Linked DNA regions of Mus musculus: regions 2, 3, 4, 5, 6 and 7 are each linked to region 1. The links are chromatin contacts, called in public promoter capture Hi-C maps. All regions are on one chromosome and are shown on one strand. Each heading gives the region's core, a stretch centred on a gene start, on an enhancer-like site or on the middle of the called end of the contact. The rest is flanking DNA. Distances are from core to core; before and after follow the strand shown. Region 1 holds the start of Brpf3 (bromodomain and PHD finger containing, 3). Region 2 holds the start of Fbxl16 (F-box and leucine-rich repeat protein 16). Region 3 holds the start of Rab40c (Rab40C, member RAS oncogene family). Region 4 holds the start of 1700022N22Rik (RIKEN cDNA 1700022N22 gene). Region 5 holds the start of Pknox1 (Pbx/knotted 1 homeobox). Region 6 holds the start of Slc37a1 (solute carrier family 37 (glycerol-3-phosphate transporter), member 1). Region 7 holds the start of Dusp1 (dual specificity phosphatase 1).

The links. Promoter capture Hi-C pulls out the DNA fragments that hold promoters and counts their contacts.
Region 2: a contact with region 1 is called in a promoter capture Hi-C map of liver, with 7 times the contacts expected there. The contact joins the promoter of Fbxl16 here to the promoter of Brpf3 in region 1.
Region 3: a contact with region 1 is called in a promoter capture Hi-C map of liver, with 3 times the contacts expected there. The contact joins the promoter of Rab40c here to the promoter of Brpf3 in region 1. A contact is called at or near these places in 2 of 39 promoter capture datasets (liver and pre-B cells) and 1 of 9 other capture datasets (adipose tissue).
Region 4: a promoter capture Hi-C map of liver shows a contact between it and region 1, with 5 times the contacts expected there. The contact joins the promoter of 1700022N22Rik here to the promoter of Brpf3 in region 1. A contact is called at or near these places in 2 of 39 promoter capture datasets (liver and pre-B cells) and 1 of 9 other capture datasets (liver).
Region 5: a contact with region 1 is called in a promoter capture Hi-C map of pre-B cells, with 3 times the contacts expected there. The contact joins the promoter of Pknox1 here to the promoter of Brpf3 in region 1. A contact is called at or near these places in 2 of 39 promoter capture datasets (liver and pre-B cells).
Region 6: a contact with region 1 is called in a promoter capture Hi-C map of pre-B cells, with 4 times the contacts expected there. The contact joins the promoter of Slc37a1 here to the promoter of Brpf3 in region 1. A contact is called at or near these places in 2 of 39 promoter capture datasets (liver and pre-B cells).
Region 7: a contact with region 1 is called in a promoter capture Hi-C map of pre-B cells, with 2.7 times the contacts expected there. The contact joins the promoter of Dusp1 here to the promoter of Brpf3 in region 1. A contact is called at or near these places in 1 of 39 promoter capture datasets (pre-B cells) and 1 of 115 datasets of contacts at active chromatin or transcription factors (astrocytes).

What each region holds. Positions count from the first base shown.
Region 1 is chr17:28,799,728-28,802,515 of GRCm38.p6, forward strand. It overlaps Brpf3 (bromodomain and PHD finger containing, 3), which reads left to right and starts at 1,399. Exons shown (of 13, transcript NM_001081315.1): 1 at 1,399-1,634.
Region 2 is chr17:25,807,761-25,810,548 of GRCm38.p6, forward strand. It overlaps Fbxl16 (F-box and leucine-rich repeat protein 16), which reads left to right and starts at 1,339. Exons shown (of 6, transcript NM_001164225.2): 1 at 1,339-1,626.
Region 3 is chr17:25,918,266-25,921,053 of GRCm38.p6, forward strand. It overlaps Rab40c (Rab40C, member RAS oncogene family), which reads right to left and starts at 1,449. Exons shown (of 7, transcript NM_139154.2): 1 at 1,387-1,449; 2 at 1,100-1,284. The coding sequence starts at 1,241.
Region 4 is chr17:25,984,473-25,987,260 of GRCm38.p6, forward strand. 1700022N22Rik (RIKEN cDNA 1700022N22 gene) reads left to right here and starts at 1,358. Exons shown (of 2, transcript NR_166913.2): 1 at 1,358-1,564. It overlaps Capn15 (calpain 15), which reads right to left and starts at 1,402. Exons shown (of 12, transcript NM_001347334.1): 1 at 999-1,402.
Region 5 is chr17:31,563,323-31,566,110 of GRCm38.p6, forward strand. It overlaps Pknox1 (Pbx/knotted 1 homeobox), which reads left to right and starts at 1,451. Exons shown (of 11, transcript NM_016670.3): 1 at 1,451-1,566.
Region 6 is chr17:31,294,887-31,297,674 of GRCm38.p6, forward strand. It overlaps Slc37a1 (solute carrier family 37 (glycerol-3-phosphate transporter), member 1), which reads left to right and starts at 1,338. Exons shown (of 20, transcript NM_001242427.1): 1 at 1,338-2,029.
Region 7 is chr17:26,507,146-26,509,933 of GRCm38.p6, forward strand. Dusp1 (dual specificity phosphatase 1) reads right to left here and starts at 1,327. Exons shown (of 4, transcript NM_013642.3): 1 at 812-1,327; 2 at 429-574; 3 at 1-59. The coding sequence starts at 1,178.

The sequences.
Region 1 (2,788 bases), core at 149-2,648:
GTGCTGGCGGAGGCGATTGCTTGGCTCCACAAGCCACGCCCTTTCCTTCTTAAAAATTGGTTATTTTTGCAGTATGTTATTACCATCTATCAAGAACACACTCCTGTAAGGAAACCCAACTTCCATGCTTCACTCAACTGGTAAATTCTCAACTCTTAGGATGCTGAACACCTATACTTCAATGTAAATAAAAACACAAGGTTTGGGCCGTGAGAAATGTTTATTCTCTACTCTTTCAACTGTAGTACCCAGGTCCTGGATACCAGAGCCAATCGAGCAATTGAAAGTCTCACCAGCCGTTCGTGTAGAGGAAACGCTTTCAAAATATATCATTCATCTTCATCTTCGATAGCAGTTTATCCATATATCCTTTATAAGCATCATTAAGTATTGGTGCTTAAGATCTCTGTCACGAGGTAAGCTTTCAAATTTATAGGTACATGCGCTCGTGGAGGGGCAAAGGGACCTTTTCTTCTATTTATTTTTTCTTTTATTAGAACAAAAGGCAGCTTGAGTACACTTCAAAGTCTGGGAGTTGCTGTTTGACAGGCAGGCTGCCTTTGAGAAAGCCGTTCAGTGCATTAAATTAACCGACTCCTGGCCAAATCAAATTCAAGGGGAAAAGTATTTCCCATGCCTAGAGTGACAAACGGAATTACGAGGCACGCTTAAGCAGACTGTCAAACTTTTATGTTTACTTAAAAAAAAAAAAACTCCACACAGATGGAAAAGTCTGGTCCGTGGCAGCCTTGTGTGCCAGGAGAGGCTCACCTGTACACACACCACAGGCACGGGTCTTTCCCGGGCTGTCCGCACTGGGGGAGGGGATGGGTGGACATCGCTAGACCTTTGTCCCGGGGGCCTGGGGAGGGACGACTTTCTGGAGGCTTCGCAGCCACCTGCACTCTGGGAAGCCACACACAGTGTGGCCCTCCGGGGTCGTCCTGGGGCGAGCTTTGTGGGTGGGTGGGAGCATGGGCGTTCCCACCTCGGGGGCGGCGGGTGGCCCCACGCTCTGGCTGGGATGGGGTGAGCCACCGCTCCGTGGATTCAGAGTGGGAACCCCGACTAGATCAGCTCTGGGACAGGCCCAGGGTGAAGCGGCCCCGCCGCGTCCGCACCGCCACCGTGAGGCCGTGCCGGGGACGGTGCCCCGTGGAGGTGGCGCTGCCGCTTCGCGCTCATCTCCCCGCCCGTCTCCCCGCCGCCGCTGCCGCCGCGCCGGGCTGGGCTCGGGCGGGGGCATCCGCTCCGGTCTCCCCGCGCTTTCGCGCTCCCGCTTCGCGTGCGGCGGCTCGATCCGGGGAGGGAGTGAGGGAAGGGGTGGAGGTGGCGGGGGGAGGCCGAGGGGCGGATCCTGCCTGGGGGCTGATCCCTCCCTCCCCTCGGCCGGGCTCCGTGGCGGGCGGCAGCGGTGGTGGCGGCGGTGGCTCCATTCCCCCTCCTCCCCCGGGAGAGGCGGCCGGGCCCGGGGAGACGGAGCGGAGGGCCGGAGCGGGAGGAGGCCGCGCTCCCTCAGCCGGGCCGCGCACGGAGCTGCTCGCTCGCCCGGCCCGCTCGCCCGGCCGCTCACCCGGCCGGCCGCGCTCGCGCTCAGGGGGCCCCCGAAGCTAGGGGCCCGGCCGGCGGCTGAGGTAAAATGGGGGCGGCGGCGGCGGGGCCGGAGCGAGCGGGGGCGGCGGGGGCCGGCGGGGAGCGAGCGCTGCGCGCGAGGGGGCGGCCGGGGCGCACAGGGGTGTCCCGATGGGGCGTGGGGGTGACGCGCGACCTCTCCCCCGGAGCGAGGGCGGCGACGAGGCCGGGAAAAGCGCGCGGAAGGGAGCTGCAAAGCGAGGACCCCCTCCCGCACCCGCCATCTTGTTTCTCCCCGGTCCTGGCAGCCAAACGGCTAAGCCCCGCCCTCCCCGTGCTCCCCTATTGGCCTGGCTAGACCAGAGTCCCGCCTTCAGGGGCCGCCCTCGGCGCACGGGTTCCCCCTTGACGGGCAGGTTGGGCGGCCAATAAGTGCTTGCATCTCCGCGTCCTCCCCCCCCCTCCCCACCCCTCCGCCGTTCGCTGGCGCTCGCTTTCTCTGTGAGGGTCGGACTCTGCGTCTATCTGTGGTGCGCCTACCCTCTGGGTTGTTTTTTTTAGGGGGAGATATTTCTCTTTTTTCTCCTTCGGGGGGTGTCGTGAAGATTCCACTGGAAGAGGAGTCCCTTTAAAGGGACAGAGACCTTGTCTGGAGTCTTACCTGGTCTCATGAGTCCCTTGTGTGGCGTGCAGGGCGGGTTCCGTCCAATTGTTGAAACTCCTCATTCGGGGGCCAGGGTGAGGTGGTCGAGTTGGGGATCCCGGGTCGCTAAGAACGTCTCTGAAGGGGGCTGTTGGGGGTACTCGGCAGTGTGTGTATGGGAAGAGTTGTGTACGTGAGGAAACTCCCGCCAAAAAAAAAATACCAACCCTGGTCTAGTTGTTAGCTCCTTGTAGGCGAAACTCTTGGTTTCCCCTGGCAGTAGCCCAGCTGGGTCCCATGGGTTTGCCCCCTGTGATCGCATCGCGGGAGCCCCGAATGGGGATGGAGACGACTTCTGAGACTACAGGATGGGGTTCTTGTAGATTCTTCAAAATCGATACTGAAGTGTGTGTTTCCTCTCCAGAGGCTGCTTGCCTTTGGAGAATTGGGGAATGGAATCTGTTGGCTGGGACTACTTTTGAGACCTTGAGGTTGGTACGGGATCTCGTGCCCTCAGGGCTTCGGGTTGAACAGAAGTGCGGTAAAGGTCCTTTAGCTCCAAATGGTGGTGTA
Region 2 (2,788 bases), core at 89-2,588, 3.0 Mb before region 1:
CTCCTCTCTCTCTCTCTCTCTCTCTCTCTCTCTCTCTCTCTCTCTCTCTCTCTCTCTCTTTCTCTCTCTCTCTCTCTCACACACACACACACACACATATACTCACTCACACACACTGCCTAAGAAATACCTGAGACTGCCCTCTAACTTCTATTTGCACCTTCACATATATGATCATACACCACACACACACACACACACACACACACACACACACACACACACACACACACACCAGCTAGGATACAGCTTACTTCCCTTTCTTATTGCCCCTAGGCCTCACATCATTCCCAGGAGACAGACCTCCCATCTCCACAGCAGTTGGTCTCATCTGAGGACATTCCACCCTGAAGCTCCTTCTCTTCCAAGACGCTACTCTGCTGTCCCAACATCTGCTGTTTCTGGTCTCAAGAGAGACCCAGATTGGGGTCCCTTTAGCCTGCTGAGAGGTCTGGCTCTCCAGCAGCCCTTAATGGGTCCTTTTACACAAACCACCCTCCCTGGTCCATACAGGCTGCCACCACCTGACCTCTACTTCATCTCAGAGCGAACCTGTGGAACTCCATAAGGCAGGTCGATTCTCGAACCATTCCTACCAAGTGCTATGGGGACAGAGAGGGCGTCTCAGATCATTTGTGACATTGTCAGAAGTAACCCCTCCCCACTATCACTCCACTGTCTTGTGTTTTCATTGACGCTTGCTTTAGTCACTTGCTTGCAAGTGTGTGACTATGTCACCCAGAACAGGGATTCTTCTGCCTGACTCGCAACAGGATCGGAAGGGATATGAATCCTAGGGGCCATAAGGAGGGTGTGTGTGTGTGTGTGTGGAGGTGCGACGATGTCGATGTCTCCACTCGGCTTCTCTTTCCTCGCCCTCACAGGTGGCAATCCAAGCAAGGGCACATAGGGCCAGTTGCATCTGCGCAGGATCCGGAACCCCACTGCCAACCGCTCGCGCCAAGGACCGCAATTCTCCTCAGCTGGCAAGATTCTGGGTCGCCACCACTTTGTGCAGATGGGACACTCGAAGCTGCTCTTCGGCCGCGCGGCCTACGGGGTTTGTTATTGTGCGAACACCGGCCGCTGAGCGGGTGCTGCCGCCTGGCGCGTGCCCGTCGGTACCGCACCGGGAGCGCGCGGAGAGGAGCGGGGCGGGGTTGGGGATTCTCGACACCTCAGCCTGGCTCTAGAACCCGGATTGGTCCGGACGCCGGGAGCGCGCGAGGGCGCGGCTCTTAGGGCCGGGCGGGGGGCACGCGCGGCGCCGGCGGCGGCCGCGGAGGAGCGCGGGGAGGAGCGCGGAGGAGGAGCGCAGGGAGGAGGGGAAGGGGAGGGAGGAGGCGCCCGCCGGGTTCCCTGCAAAGCGGCCTTATTTATCTGGGCACAGCCTCAGCCTCCCCGGTGGGAGGCTCAGGGCGGCAGATCCTCTCCCACCGGGGAGCTCCGCTCGGAACTCTGCGGAGAGGGCCCTGGCGCGGGGCGCCGGGCGCGGGGCGCAGTCGGGCCCTGCTAGCCAGTCCAGCACCTCGGCCGCCTCCGCGCTAGGCGGCTCGGGTGCTGAGCTCCCCATGACGCGAGGTCGCCCGGCGGACAGCGTGGCATGAGCCAGAAGCCCTGGCCGAGGTAAGGTGTGTGTGCGCGCGCGGCCAGGCTGCGGGGAGGGGAGGGTCCAGGTCGAGCCACTGCCTCCGCGAAGGCTACAATGAGGAGGGGGCGGGGTGGGGACTTGGGACTGCGCCGCGGCCGCCGCCGCCTGAGCAGGGCTTACGTAATCGCAGCCCCTTCCCCACCTCACCCTTCGGCCGCTGAGCCAGCGGTTCCGCAGCCCCTAACCCTAGTGGCCGGCCTGATTGCGCCCCGCTCGCTACCGGCAGCGCGGTCAGGCTGTATCTCCGTACCACGGAATTGCTGAGAGGAAGCACGGTGGCTGCGAGGACGCGGAACTGCAGGCCGTCAGCCCCCACTCCTTCTGGCTTGGCTCTGGGCTCTCCCCACTCCAGCCCTATGAGCCTCCGGCGGACTGGAGGACGTGACAGGTGTTGATACAATTAAAAGGGAGGAGCCATGTGGATATGTGGCCTAGGGGTCCTGGACGCCTTCTGGACATGAGCTGGTATAGAGCTGCCGCCCACAGCTCTATACCAGGGAGTGGGCTGGCATGTCTTTGGTTCTAGAAAAAGAAAATGGGCCTTGGCCAAGATTGGAAGGCTTCAAAATGGGGAATGGGCATCCTGAGATTGCTGAGCAGGGCTTCCATGTCCTTCTAGGATGTTAGTCAGTGGGGGATCCTCCCCACCCGTCATCCCAGGAGAGAAGGCTGCACTGTTGAGGCCTGGATCTGGCCTAGCAGCCCTCCTGCTAGCCCCTCCCAGCCCGAGCCAGCAGCTGACCTCCCAGGAGCAGATGGCAGATGCCACTTCACCTGCTCCCTCCTGGAGGCCCGACTTCCACTGCCATCTTGTCCCAGGGCCCACTGACCAGGGTCTTCTCAGGCCTCCCTGCTGCCCCTTCGGGACACGGGACCCTCTGTTCCAGCCCAACACTTTGATGAAGTGCTGGACAGCAGCCTCATCGCAGCAGGGGGGAGGGGCGGGGGGGGGGCCGGTGTTGGGACAGGAGCCTGGATGATTAGGGGCTGCCTAGATCAGGTCAGAGGCATGGTGGAGCCTCGATTTCCTGCCTAGACGTGGCCTGAGGGCCGGGCTGGGAGCCATTGGGAGAAGAGAGGGAAAGTCAAGGTTGAAAACGTGGGTGATGTTGAGATAGCCCAAGATTCAGCAGCCTC
Region 3 (2,788 bases), core at 199-2,698, 2.9 Mb before region 1:
GACTCCGTTGACAGAGGAGAGGAGGAAAGAGGATCCAGCAGGAGGCTGTGTGGATATGTGGTTGAAGCTGATGGGGAAAGGAAGAGTGGAGCAGGGACAAGCAGTCTCTCCAAAGCACAAGTTAACACTAAGCATTTCTGAAGCCAAGCCCAGCCCTTCCCACACTCCCCCATTGGAAAGGTAACCCCCCAAAGCCTTTCTGAGCAGGGCTGTCACCCTGGGACGCCCAGTTAAATACCAGTCAAGGCTGCCTGGCTGTGCAGAGGTCTTTTCACATACCCTGCAAAGTAAAACCATGACTCTTCCTTTCCTGCGCTGAAGATGCCTGCTGTGAACTGAAGCTGAGAGGTGCTTGGGGAGGACTTACAGAGAAGATCCAGCGCTACTGTTCAAAAGGAAGGGTCCTCCACTGATGTCCTGGCAGTCATCACCCTTGACAAGTCCTAACTGCTAAGAGTGGTAGATGTCTTACCTACACACTCAGCTGTTATTTACCAGACCGCCAGTACTCAGAGCAGTAAGACAGGGCTAACAAGACCCCAGAGAATGAAGTAAAAAAGCAGAGTAAAAGGGACTCGGGAAGCGACCAGGAAGGTAGAATTAGTCCAGTGATATAAGATGACAGGCCCACTGCACATTAATTCCTCCGGAGTCAGCAGCCCCTGTGATCCAATCCCACCCACTGTTAGCTACGATTTTACCTTAAATATCTAAATTAAGAGGCAAGCTCAGGCAAGTGCCAGTGATGCAATCTACCTTGTGTATTTTTTGCCATGCACCCGGAAGTTAACAAAAATCACATCGCAGCAGACCTATTTTCTCCCTGCACAGGGTGCGGTGTCTCTGAGCAAACCCCTCCGGCGGCAGTGCGGTGAGCACCGGGCCCGTCGTGCGGTATCTGCCGCGCGGCCCATTCCAGGCCCTAATGGACTCCAAAGACCTGCTGCTGTGACTTCTTAGTAGCCACCAGGACCCGCGCCCGCTTGCCGACGGCTCCTCAAGGCAGGGCCAGAGGATACCGCAGCGACACGCGCAGAGGCCGCCCGCTCCCGCGACAGGCCGCTCCCACCTCGCGCGCCCACAGCCAACCCCGGCCTACCGTTGCTGTAGGCGTACGGGGATTCAGCTGCGCCGTCCTGAAGGCTCTCCAGGATCTCGCCTTTGCCCACGTCGCTGTCGCCCACCAGCAGGAACTTGAGCAGGTAATCGTAGCTCTTCACTGGACTGCCCTGGGTGCCCATCCTCCCGCCCGCCGCACCGCGGCCCACGGCACCGCCGCCAGACCTGCGGGCGAAGGCTGGTGAGCGGCCGTGCGGTCAGGACGCTGATGCTCCCGCCCGCTGGCCACCGCCCCCAGTGCACCCGCCCCGCTGCCGCCAGCTTCACCTCAGCCTCCTAGCCGCCGCCGCCGCCGCTGCCGCCGCCGCCACCCGCCGCTTCCCGCACGGCACCGCGCAGCCCCGCAGCCCCGCCCCCGGATGCGCCGCCGCCATTGGCCACCCTCCGCCGGCCCTCTCCGGGCCATTGGCCTGGCAGCCTGGCCGTCACGGTCGCCCCGCCCCCACGTCGCCCCACACAAGGTGCCGCCCAGCCCACGGTCGCCCCGCCCTGCCCACTCGCCACTGCTACTGGCCCGCTGCCACCCTCTTTCTCACTTCTGTTGGTCTACATGCTTGTCTATCACTGAAGTCCCGTCCCCGCTATTTCGTACACAGTGTTGCTGAGGCTGGCGTTTTTCCCCGCCTCCTCGCTGTGACCATTGGCTACTTCCCACTGATTTTCCGAAATCATTGGTTGCTCTTGCATGTCCATCCCAACCCCTACTGCTTCCTGCAGGATGCCTCAGAGCCATAGTAGCCGGGCACCGACCTGCAACATCCTGGCCTCCCGCCCCCTCGTCATCACCATTGGCTACTACTGCTAAGGCATTTGTGCCATCTAACATCGATCATAACCTCCTAGGCCCACCCCTTTCCTAATTCGGGCCAATCAAGAGTCAAACATTACACAAGTCTACCCTTCCCCCCTCGTGGACAAGCGGAAGGGTAGAGATAACTCCTGCTTCAGCTGAGTCCCGGGAGGAGGGTGTTGGAAGGGGGCAGGTTATCTATCAAGCTGCGTTGGCCGGCCGCTCTCACAGAGACCCAGAAGGGAAGTAACAAAGTTCGTCGTACACTGTGGGGCTCGCCTTCCCTGAGGGCAGGGCGGGGACAGCCACTTAGTGTTCGCCCTGGAGGGGCAAGCCTCTCTCCCTTGTGGGCTGTTCCAAGGGGTGGGACTTCCTCCTGGCTGCGGAGTGGGCGGGGCCGCTACTGAGTGTTTTGGCACAAGGATGGCGGCTGAAGTCCACCTCTGAGCTGTCTCTTGTGGGGGACATCCTTCCCAAAGCGGATCCTGAGGGCTTGGACCAGCGACTGAGCAGCGTTGGCCCGGTGAACTCCAGGATGGGCAACGCATTGCATGTGCACACTCGGTCGGCCAGCTCCAAGGCTGGAGGGCCACGGACAGCGTTCTTGGTTAAGAGTGCATTCACAAGTCACATAAATAGCAAAAAATTTAAAACGTAAAACATAAGCCGGGCGTGGTGGCGCTCGCCTTTAATTCCAGCACTCGGAAGGCAGAGGCAGGCGAATTTCTGAGTTCGAAGCCAGCCTGGTCTACAGGGTGAGTTCCAGGACAGCCAGGGCTATACAGAGAAACCCTGTCTCAAAAACCCAAAACCAAACCAAACCAAACAAAAAACAAAAAAAACCGTAAACATAGATTGGGACCAACGCTCTTGCACTGT
Region 4 (2,788 bases), core at 108-2,607, 2.8 Mb before region 1:
GCAGGGTTCAAGTCTTCCTCCATGGAGGTCAATGACCTGTCTACCAGTCAGACAGCTCTAGACATTCTTAGATGTTAGAAAAGAAATGGGTGCATCTCTGTGGAGCAGAAGGACCTCAAAGGAAACAGAATCTACTACCCCATGGAGGCAAGCTACTGTTCAGCAAGACACAATTGCCCTAGACTGCAGAACTGTGGTCCTGAGCGCATCCCTGACAGCTAGACTCTGGAAGCAGGGAGAAACTCAAGAGGCAAGCTCCACATCTGTGACTTGCAGTTCTCCAGACTGGGAAAGGGGAAATTGCCACTGGAGGGGTAATCTCACAGTTTCTTACTGAGTAGCAGTTCTTCCTGATTTATTGCTGAACTGCAGGGTCAGCAGCAAACACTCAGGTAGGCTCTCAGGTTCTCCTGAAACTCAGGAGGTATCTATCCTGTTTTCGAGGCTAGGTGTTTCGCGGTCCTGTTTCAGTATCTGTACTCAGGGACCCTAAGAGCCAGCCTAGCAAGGACCATCTGGCCACACAACAGGGTTCCCAAATCAGACGTGGAAGGGCCCCTTTTTCAGAAAACAAAAAGAAAATCCCGCAGCTGTCAAGGGGCTGCTCTGTAACTTTCTCGGCCTGCTGACAGGCCCGCAAAAACAGAAGTGTGGGATGAGGGGGCACACAGGACGCTTTACTCTTGCTGCCGCCCCAGGCAGCTGCAGGTTTCTGCAGACAGTGCCCCCACGACCTATACCTTCGTACAGTGGGCCAACGCTTAGCCCCGGACAAGAGGGCACTCAAGGACAGGCAGGCACCGAGGGTCGCCTGCGTCTGAGGTTCCTAGGCTGGCCTCGAGTGACCCACACCTCCGGCGCGCTTCCCCCTCCCCTTCCCGCTCACCACAAGCCAGGCTACTGCTCCCAGGACAAACATGGAGCATCCCGGCTGATGCCCTGAGGCCGAGCTCTACGAGTCCTAGGCCGTCTGGCCGGCCGCCTACCGTGGAACTCACCTTAGCGAGCCGGCGGCGCCTCCTCAGCGCTCGCGATCGGTCTAGGCGGGCGCGGCCCTAGTGCCGGCCCTCAGTCGGTTGACCCACAACTTCGACCGGAGGGCACCAAGGGCCCCTTCGCGCCAGCCGCGATGCTCCGCCGGCTTAGCGCGTTTTGGCCGCGAAGATCCGTCTCGGCCCGGCAACCTTACAAACGCCTCCGTAGCTAGCGCCCGCCGTCCCGCCCGGCCTACCCGCTACGCCTTACGCTGCTTCCGTAGCGTGGCGCCCAGCCGGGGCCCGAGGCTACAGCGCGTCAGGGGCGCACGCGGCACTGGGAACCCGGAGCCGGGACTACGGCTCCCACAGGGCAGAGCGACGCGGCTCAAGGCACGCCGGGAATTGTAGTCCATGAATGGTCCTACCCTCTACTCTTTCCCTGAGATTTCGCCCTCCCAACGTGACCGGAGACGCTCAGTTCACGGATGCAGTTGGTACTCCCAAGCTAGTTTGATGTGGCGCGCTGGATCCGGGAAGAGAACGGACTACAGCTCCCAGGATCCCCTTAAGATGGGCTTTGGGCTCCGGTAGGCGTCCACGGGGTTCGAGTGTTACTGCGCCAGGGGAGATGTCGGGAGTCTGGGTCGTGATTTTGTACAAGGTCTGAACCGGTTGTCTGCTGCGTTGGGGCAGTAGGTGGTACAGTCCAACCTAGCTGCCTTGGCTGCTTTCTACCTCTTCCAGCGACTTCTGGTTTCTTTCCCAACGGTCTGAAGCAGCAACCGTGCTGGCACTGCTCCTTCCGAGGTTACTCCATCTGAGGTCTGTGTTTACTCGAGTGCTAGATAGGCACGTCACTTTTTCTAGAGAAACACTGGCATCTGAGGCAGTCCTTTGAGTTATGTTCACAAGAGCCCCCAAGCTATTTCCCATTAGAGCCCTTTGGCTCCCCCGAATTAACTTAATTCCAGCCACTTGTCCTCTGCAACTGAAAGCTAACTAAGAATCAGGCTGCTAGCCGGGCGTTGTGGCCCACGCCTTTAATCCCAGCACTCGGGAGGCAGAGGCAGGCAGATTTCTGAGTTCGAAGCCAGTCTGGTCTACAAAGTGAGTTCCAGGACAGCCAGGGCTATACAGAGAAACCCTGTCTCAAAAAACAAAACAAACCAAACCAAAAACCAACCAAAAACCAAAAACCAAAAACAAAAAACAAAAAAAAACATAGCACATAGCAAAAGGACACCCGGCACTCTGAATGTTGTGTGAGAGATTGGGTACTATTTGCCCCCGGACCCAGAAAACCTGAGTCTGGCTCAGTAGAGACTACAGATAATGTTTCTGGGAAATCATTCATGCTCCAGAAGCTAGAAAGCTAAAGACTGGCCATTGAATTCAGGATGCTGTGGGGACACCTATGCCTGAATGGGGAAGACACCAAATTTTGGCAAGAGGAGAGGAGCAGAGGCTGTCTTCCTGAGCCCCCTGACAGTGGTGAAGTCACTGCTCATTCATCAGTAGGTGATACCCATGATCAGGAGAATGGCCAAGCTGGATCCAGGACAGTATCTCTGGTCACTACGGGTCATCACTAGTGCAATGATGTATCACTGCACTAAGTAAGATGATCACACAGCAGGTAAAGCTGGATCATCCCAGGTTGGCTGAGCCCTGATCTATGCTAGTGTAGTATGGGCCAGAAGACAGACACCCTGTTGAGTGCACAGACCACAGGACACCCTGCAGAGGTCAAGAAGGGCAGAGAGAGCTTTGCAGGGACAGAAGCCATAGATCAACCACCCTGACTCTTGAGC
Region 5 (2,788 bases), core at 201-2,700, 2.8 Mb after region 1:
TCCCTGCAATGCTTAATAACTTTGTTCTTTGAGGCAAGGTCCCTATGTATTCCATATTGGCTAGGACCTCAAAAGGTAGATAAGAATGAATTTGACCTTCTGATCTTTGTGCTTCGACTACCCAAGTGCTGAGATAACAGGCATATGTCACCATATTAAACCTGGTAAGGTTTAATGTGTGTTGGGGATCCCACCTAGGGTTTTGTGTATGCTAGGTAAGCACTCTTATCAGCTGAGCCATATCTTCAGCTCCCAAACCCAGTTTTTCAAATTTTAATATTGTTGTTGCTATTGTATGTGGACAAATGTGTGTGCATACCACACATGTGTTGGTAGTTGGTTTTCTCCTTCCACGTGGGTTCTGTGGTGAACCGAACTGTAGCTACAAAGAGAGTGATGCCTTGGGGTGTCTGTGGAGCCTTGAGGACACAGGAGGGTGTCCTACCAAACACATGCTGCGGCTTCCTCAGGCCCCTTCCAGCCAACAGTCCTGGGGTACAAGGCTCCTCCTGAGGAGTGTGGGGTCATCAGAACCGCTTTAATCTGTGTACGGATGAGAAGCACCGATCACACACTCAGGCGGCCACTGCATAAAACTGTTGCCTAGACAAGCCAGGCAAATTGAGGGCCTCTTTCGCTCTGTCTTTTACTTCGATCAGTGAAGCCACGGGGCCCGGGGTACGCTGCTGCAGATGATCTGGTTAGGCAGAGCTTCAACTAGAGACAACACTGTCCAGTCCTCCTAAGGAAAGGTCTCTTTCTTTCTTTTTCTTTCTTTTTTTTTTTTTTTTTTTTTTTTTTTTTTTTGGCCTGGAGTCCTAACGGACCAGATGTCAGACCGCAGTCACTTCACGGTCAGTCAGGAGACTGCATCCATGGTTAGATCCCAGGGCAAACATCTCAAGCGCTCAGTCCTTCGGTCTTTAAAGATGAACGCCTACCTCCTCGCGCCTACCCCAGCTCCAGAACCTTGATTGCGAGGCGCCGCTCAGAACGAAGGGCTAGAGCCGGGAGGCCCAGAATCGCGAAGGTCCTCTGATGGTACAGCCCGTACTCCCCGCCTGAGCTGCAGATGGTTCCACCCAGTTCCACAAACCTTTATCCGAAGGGAGGGAGCAGACGAGTGCGCAGAGGAGGCGTGGTCTATAGCTCTCTGGGCCACGCCCCACGGCGTGGTCATGAAACATAAGCTCTGCCTCTGGGGCGGGGCAGGCTGCTACTGGCGCCCGGGCTGGGCCGCTGGGTGGGGCCTGGCTGAGTGCGCGCAGCGGGGCGGGACCGGCCTCTGCCCCGCCCCGCTTGGGCCCTCCCCCGCCCCCTGCCTCGCCCCCGCCCCACCCGCCCCGCCCCCCGCCCGCCGTCGCGCTGGGCGGGGGCGGGGCCCGGGGTCGGCAGGCCCCGCCCCCGCGGTGAATATTGATGCGGCGCGCATCGGCGTCGCCCTCCTCCCATTGAGCGAGGCTGTGTCGCGTGGCCCGGCGTCGGCGTGACGGTTGGACGCGGGCGCGGCACTGCGGGTCCCGATTGCTGCAGCCGCTTGTCAGTGTGATGAAGATTGGCACCCAGGTAAGCTGTCACTCAACCGCTCCGCCGCCGCCGCCGCCGCCGCTCTCGCTGCCGCCGTCCCTATCAATCACACCGGCCGAGGCCGCCGCTGCCGCCGCCTCCGCCGCTGCCTCTTCCGCCGCGGGCCAGGCGGGCGGTCGGGCGGGCGGTGCCCCGGGCCGCACTTGACCCGCGCCCGGGGCGGGGGCGGGGGCGGGGGGAGGGGTGCGCCGATGGGGGGAGGGGGCGCTGAGGCCGCGGCGCGGGGGCGCGCCCGGCTTGTTTTCCTGTGTGGGTTCAGGGGCGCGGAAATTTCTCGAAGGCGGCAGGGCCTCCGCGCTGGGCCCGCTCGAAGCGCGCGCCTAACCGTCGCTCACGGAGTGCAGCTCGCGGCTGCGGGGGCGCGCGGGCCGGCGGGGGCGCGCGGCGGCGGGCTGAGGGCCGAGGGCCGAGGCCCGGGGGCGGCGCGGCAGGAAGATGGCGGCGGGGTCGGCAGCCCAGAGGGGCGGCCGGAGCCGGTGTGGGGCTTCCCGGGGGAGTCCGCGGATGGTGACAGCGTGTCGCGCGTGTCCACGGCCCGTCGGGGAGAGCTTCTCGAGGAGCGCTTGGTCCGCTGTGCCTGCTCCGTGTGTATCTGAGAAGGGAAGCGGTGCGGCTAGGAGCACCGAGCCCGGCGACGTCGCGGCTCCAGGCTCCGGAGGCCGTAGCCTGCGCGGTCGGTCCCACCGCGCCAGCCGGGAGCGCGCGGGCCACGGGGGCCAAGATTGAGCACACATCAGGGATTCTGGATAGTTGAGACGTGGGTGTCGGCTCGACAGGGAAGCCTCTTCCAGAAGTGACTTGTTTTTGTTTTATTTTATTTTTTTTAAAGATGTGGGTGATTTCCACTAAAGGATGGAAGAACACGCCTCTAAGCAGGCCTCCTGTCATAGCACTAGAAAAATGAGCTTTCCCTAAACACTCCAGGGAAGGATTTGACTGAGGCGGGAACGCGTTGCTAGCACGCTTTTTGTTGCTCATTCGGTGTCCAGGTGAGGCAGGCAAGAGTCCCTAAACCCTCCCAGCCTGTGCGGGCCATCCCGTTGGCAATAGCGCGCTGAGTCTTAGATCCACCATTGTGTGAGGTACCGTTGAAGCTTAAGGTTCTTCCTGGAGAACTTTGGCCACCAGGGCACCAGGAGTTGATGCTCCTTAAGAGAGACCCCTGTGCTTTAGGATAGAACAAGGATGGCTGGGAAGATAG
Region 6 (2,788 bases), core at 88-2,587, 2.5 Mb after region 1:
TTTGGGGCAGCTACAGAAAACAAAACAAAACCACGGAACACAGGCATAAGGGCAAGGGACTCTTGAGCAAGCTTGGTGATGGCAGGCCTGAGAACTAGTGACATGGGGAGGAGGCGCCTAGAGTAGATGTAAGCGTCCACTTGAGTTGCTGCCTACAAGGAATGGAGAGTTAGGGAGGAAAAAAAGGGGGGTGGGGTGGGAAACATCTAGCCAAAGGAACAGGGTAGAGTGGCCAGAGTTCCCCGGCCACTTCTATATGAGATGTGGGTGCAGGTGGCTCAAACAGGAAGTCAACTTTGCTTGTAGGGTACAGAACACTTCTCAAAAGCCTGTAGATAGAAGTATGGCTGGGCCTTCCCCAATTCAGCAGACTGCGTTCGCGCTTGTGGCGCGGGTGGGCTGTGGGGAGGAGAGTGAAGCTGTGGGCCGCCTGTACACCAACCAGTCTGAAGAGGGCGCTAGTTACCCCCGCCAAACACTCCTCACCCTCGCCCTGGCTCTCTCTGTTCATGCATCGGGTTGGTTTTGGTTTAGGCACGGTTTTACCCAGTGGGTGTTCCTAGGAAGTTGTTTTCCTGCCTGGTTTTGCTGTTCCAGGCAGGTGCTGATCTGCGGCAGGGGGCTGAGCGGCAGGACTGGCTTTGGATGCCAGGCCAGGCCGACACGTGGAGGCGTGAGGCAGATGCCCTTTAGAAAAGTAATCAGGCCCTTCCCGGACTTTCCAGGATCAATTCTTGGCAGGAGGTGTGGGGTTTGAAAGATAATTATCCGGAATTGACCAGGAAGCTGTGTGCCAGGGCACTTCTCATGACCGGGGTGGCTGGCCTTCAGGACTTAACCATGCAAGCCATTTATCACACTGACACAGGTGCGGTACCAGGCGTGTGCCAGCTCCATTTGTAGCATACCGGATGCTCTTGACTCTTGACACTTGATGTGGTAGGCCGAGAGAGGCCATCCTCAGTCCAGGACTCCGAGGGAGCAAATCTTTACCTCGGAACTTGTCTATGTCGCTGGCATTAGTAAGGTCCGCCTCGGGGACAAAAGCCTGGTGGTGGTGAGGTCCCCTAGGAGCTAGCGTTTGGCTGCTGGGCACCATGCCAGTAAGAGCCCGGCGTCCTGCGGGGCCTAGGAGAGCATGACAGGCAGGTGTGGGGACCCAGGAACAGCTAGAGGATGCTCCAGCTGAGCATCTCCGGGCTGTGTGCGATCTGAGCATCCCTTGGGCGCGCGCGGGGCCGGGGTCAGGGGGCGCGCGGGAGAGGGAGGAGCCGCACAGGGTCGGCGTTCACAGGGCCGGGAAAGTGAAAGGGCGGCCGCTCCAGGAAGTCGACGGCAGGAAGCACGCGACGCGGGCTGCGGAGCGCAGGTAGGCGCGGGGACAACGGAGGACCCTCCCCAGCGGCGCTCACCTGCCAGCCGCCACGCACCTGCCGTGGGCCCCGCTTCGGCCTCTCCGCCGTTTGTCTCCCTCTGCTGTGTGGCTGGAGAGCCGGGGACAAACCAAGCGCTTTTCCTAGAGTGGGACGTCTTTGAAGTAAGGGCTCCTAGAGTGGCCTTGAGAGACAGTGCGGGGGCGATCCGGTGCTGGTGACGTTGAATTCCCGGGGAAAGTGGAAGCAAAAGGTTCCCTGAGACCCGGGGGCTGGGGTCGCCTAGCTGTGATGCTGGGTCCCCTCCCGGCCCCAGGCCGCGAGTGACAGCTGTGAGAAGACGCCTGCCGGAGACCCAGCGCTTTGTCTGCTGCCGCTCGTAGGGGACGTGGGCGTGCCTGTAGCCTTCACCACCCGGCCAAGCGGCTGTAGGACCTGGGAGGAGGAGCCGGCTCGCAAAGCCCTTGGGAAAGCTCTCAGCCAGCACCCTGGGCTCCGGTTGTTTGTTTGCTAAAAGAACTGCTTCCCGGAGCCCGGGCTCTGTGGCCAACGCAGTGACAGCCACCGTCTGGGCGGTAATAAAGGGTTTAAACCACCGGAAAAGTCCCCCAGCTCCGCGCACTTAGGGTCCACCCAAGGATCTTGGTGGCCCGCAGGTAAAGATTTGCATTTGAACGGAAGACCCTCCCCTTGCTCTTGGTTTAAATTCTTAAGGTGCTTTTTCCTGGTCTTTAGAGCTCTCTGCACCTGCCTGCCTCCCTACCTGCCTTCTCGCCCTGGAACTTAAATTGCGTGAAGTTGGGCGAGTTGGTAAATATATTATTCGGCTTTACACAGAATTCCCTCTTTTGGGGGTCCTGTTTGCACCCTGAGTTCCTGGGAGTATTGTTACAGGTCTGGTTCGGTGGAGAACACCCGGGGTGCGTTGTTTGCTGTGAGTGGGCTAAGAGCTATGGTGGATAGAATTCTGACTCCTTGTATTTAAGCTCAGGACAAGTGAAAATAACAGTTTCTGTTTATCTCCCACGGCCAATGGAGCCTTTAAACGCTTAGAAAGGGCTCGATTAGAGGAGTTAGTGTTTGTCTTGGTTTAAAACAAAACTCTTGAAGCTTTTGGAGGGAGTTTGGTTCCCAGGTTTGCCCTTTTATAAAGTGCCATCATTTTGACAGGTTGCCTTAGGCTGCCTTGATGTTGCCTGTGTGCTAAAGACTGGAAAACCCCCCTTGGGGCATTGCTCTTGCTTTTGCTAACTCCCACCCACTCCTGAGTCTCCTTGAAGGGTTGATGGGTTCTGGGTAGCTCAGAGCCCGGTAGCTGGGAGGATCGTGGGTGTGTCTGTCCGTCCCTCAACTCTTGCTTGGCTGGGCTCTCTGTGTGCTCCTGAGCCTGGTCGGGTGCTGCCTCACCATGGAAA
Region 7 (2,788 bases), core at 77-2,576, 2.3 Mb before region 1:
CGAGAAGCGTGATAGGCACTGCCCAGGTACAGGAAGGACAGGATCTCCACTGGGCCCCCCTGAAGTCAAAAAAACAGTCCAGCATTCGTCAAGCTCGTCCAGCGTGAGCACCAGTACCCATGCCCACAAAAACTCCCCGCTGAAAACGGGAGTTTCTGAAACTGGTGACCTCAGCACTGCTGTTGACATATTAAAATATTCGTAAAGAATCAAGCCCATTGGCCTGGACAGAGCCAACAAGCTCTTCCGTGCCAGCAACTGGGAGACTCAGCTCCATCCAATTGCTTCATGATGGACTAAAGATCCTCGTGTCCCCGCTAGTATAAATAAAGCTGCAGCCGCTTTCTATATCCTCCTGGCACAATCCTCCTAGACCTCTGCCAGCTCTGCCACCTCCCTGCCCTGCATGGACCCGGACTCCTACTAACCTGATCGTAGAGAGGGGTACTACAGGAGCTGCATCCGGATTCTGCACTGTCAGGCACACTAGTACTCAGGGGGAGGCTGAGCCCCGTGGGGGTGGACTGTTTGCTGCACAGCTCAGGGCAGGAAGCCGAAAACGCTTCATATCCTCCTGAGAATACAAAGGTACATATTTTCTCATTAGCACCACCGACACAGTACCTGGAGACAAGCCACTCACCCACCAGGGGCTGCGAGTTTACAAGGAAGGCTTAAGGAAGTCTTTGTTATGGGAGTGAAACAAAGCCACTGACAAGCCCCTGGAGACTGGACGCCGGCGCCCCCATACTCCAGGTGGGACGCCCCTTCCCTAGCTGATGGCATAAGTCCTGCCAGAGCTAGAGCGTACCTTGGAGAAAGAAGACTTGAGTGGAGCGCGCCTCTCGGCAGAGCGCGCCCGCGGCCAGGGCCAGGGTGCCGTCGCGCTTGGCGCCGTCCAGGGAGGCGCTGCGCTCGTCCAGCAGCACCACGGCGTGGTAGGCTCCGGCCAGCAGGCGGCCACGCAGTTCAGCGTTGGGCACGATATGCTCCAGGCCCATGGCGCCCTTGGCGCGGCGCCGCACGATGGTGCTGAAGCGCACGTTCACTGAGCCCGCGATGTGGCCGGCGTTGAAAGCGAAGAAGGAGCGACAATCCAACAACAGGCACTGCGCGGCGCCCTCTCGCAGCAGCGCGCGCAGCCCCCCGGCGTCCAGGATGCCCACCTCCATCACCATGGCCAGCCCCAGCGACCCCAGCGTGCCCGTTCTGCGGTTCTCCAGAAAAAGTCGGTCGATCTTGTGCGGTGTCCTGTGGCCCTAAGTCCCCAAGTGCTCGCTGCTCCTAATCTGGCTTCACCGCGCTTTCCTCCCGCCAGTCCTTCACTGCGCGCTCGTCCGACGGAGCGCGGTTTTATGTAGCCTCTCGGGGGCGGTCCCGGGCGCGGCACAGAAGCGGGGGGTGGGGTGGGGGTGGGGGAGAACGGTTTGTTTGTTTGAATGGCAGACACGTGACCGGGCGGTGACGTCACCCGCCCTACCGAGCTTGGCGCCGCCAAAGCCAAAAGCAAAGACGTCATCGGCCTAGGAGCCTCTCGGCTCTGAGCGCTGGCTCGCAGCCCGGCCCCCACCCTCCTGTCCTCTGGGCTCGCAGGCAGGACGGCGCGCTGCCAGCCCGGGTGGCCAGGACGCGCGGCCTGAGGACACCTGCCCTGCTCCCCTCCGCGGGTCTCCGCCGAACGAGCGGGGCCACTCCTGGTATCACGTTCTCAGCTGGCCCGGCTCTGGCTGCTGGAGTGGTGGGCGTGGCGAGCTGAGCGGGAAAGGGGAGTGGGTAGTGAGAGATGACTAATTCGGTCTATAGCCCTCTGGCTATACCGAGGACAAATGGCGAGAGTTGAGACGTCCTTCTTGAATGTCACTTTAAAAGTTTTACGCTGAACAAGGGAATGCTTCCAGTTAGTTCCCACCCCCCACCCCGGAGTGTTATCTTTACCGCGGTGGTCCCTAGAGGACTTACTTGGAGCAAAGGGAGGAGGGTTGCAAGATCTTTGGAGCCCAGGTTTAACATTGGGGTTGGGGGGGTGGGGTGGGGGAGACTTGGGTAGAGCTCCACAGCGCCGCCTAGGGACGGCCCAGAACATTGTCGTCGCGTGGCATCAAGAGGATGCTGCTAGCCGCTGCTCCTCTGTCCCCCAACACAACTTTCTTTTGTTTTGTTTTGTTTGTTTCAGAGAGGATCTTGCTGTGTAGCTCTGGCTAGTCTTGAACTCATAGAGATCCTCCTGTCCCTGACTTACTAAGGATTAAAGGCATCTGCCCTCGTGCCTTTCATCTCCACTGAACAGAAGCTGAGCACACCAAGGACTCAGGGCCAAGAGCCTTGAATCCGCCACTCTGTGGGACAAACTGTACTCATCACACCTGGGAAGACCGAAATGGTGTGTGTGTGTGTGTCCTTCCACAAAACTCCATGACTACAGGGTAGGCAGTGAGTCCGCCGCAACACCACGGAGTTGGATACACAAACATAAACATTGCACCACTCTGAAGGGGTGCCGAGTCAGGAACATTCTGCGGTTTCTTCCTCTTTGCAAGGGGAGGTGTCTTACTACCATGTGTCTTTGCCCAGCAACGTCCGCTTTGGCCTCTCTTAGCTCTTGCGCTCTGCCTAGATTCTTCTGTAAATTCAGAATACGTTATTTTTAAAGGGCGTTTTTACATTCCTTTGAGCATTGATCCTAAAAGAACAGCAAAGAAATCTTCAGATAACACCACCCTCCCTACATCTCAGAAGAGCGACAGAAAGAAAAAAATTATTTGTTTATTCTACTTATTCAGCTGAGGAC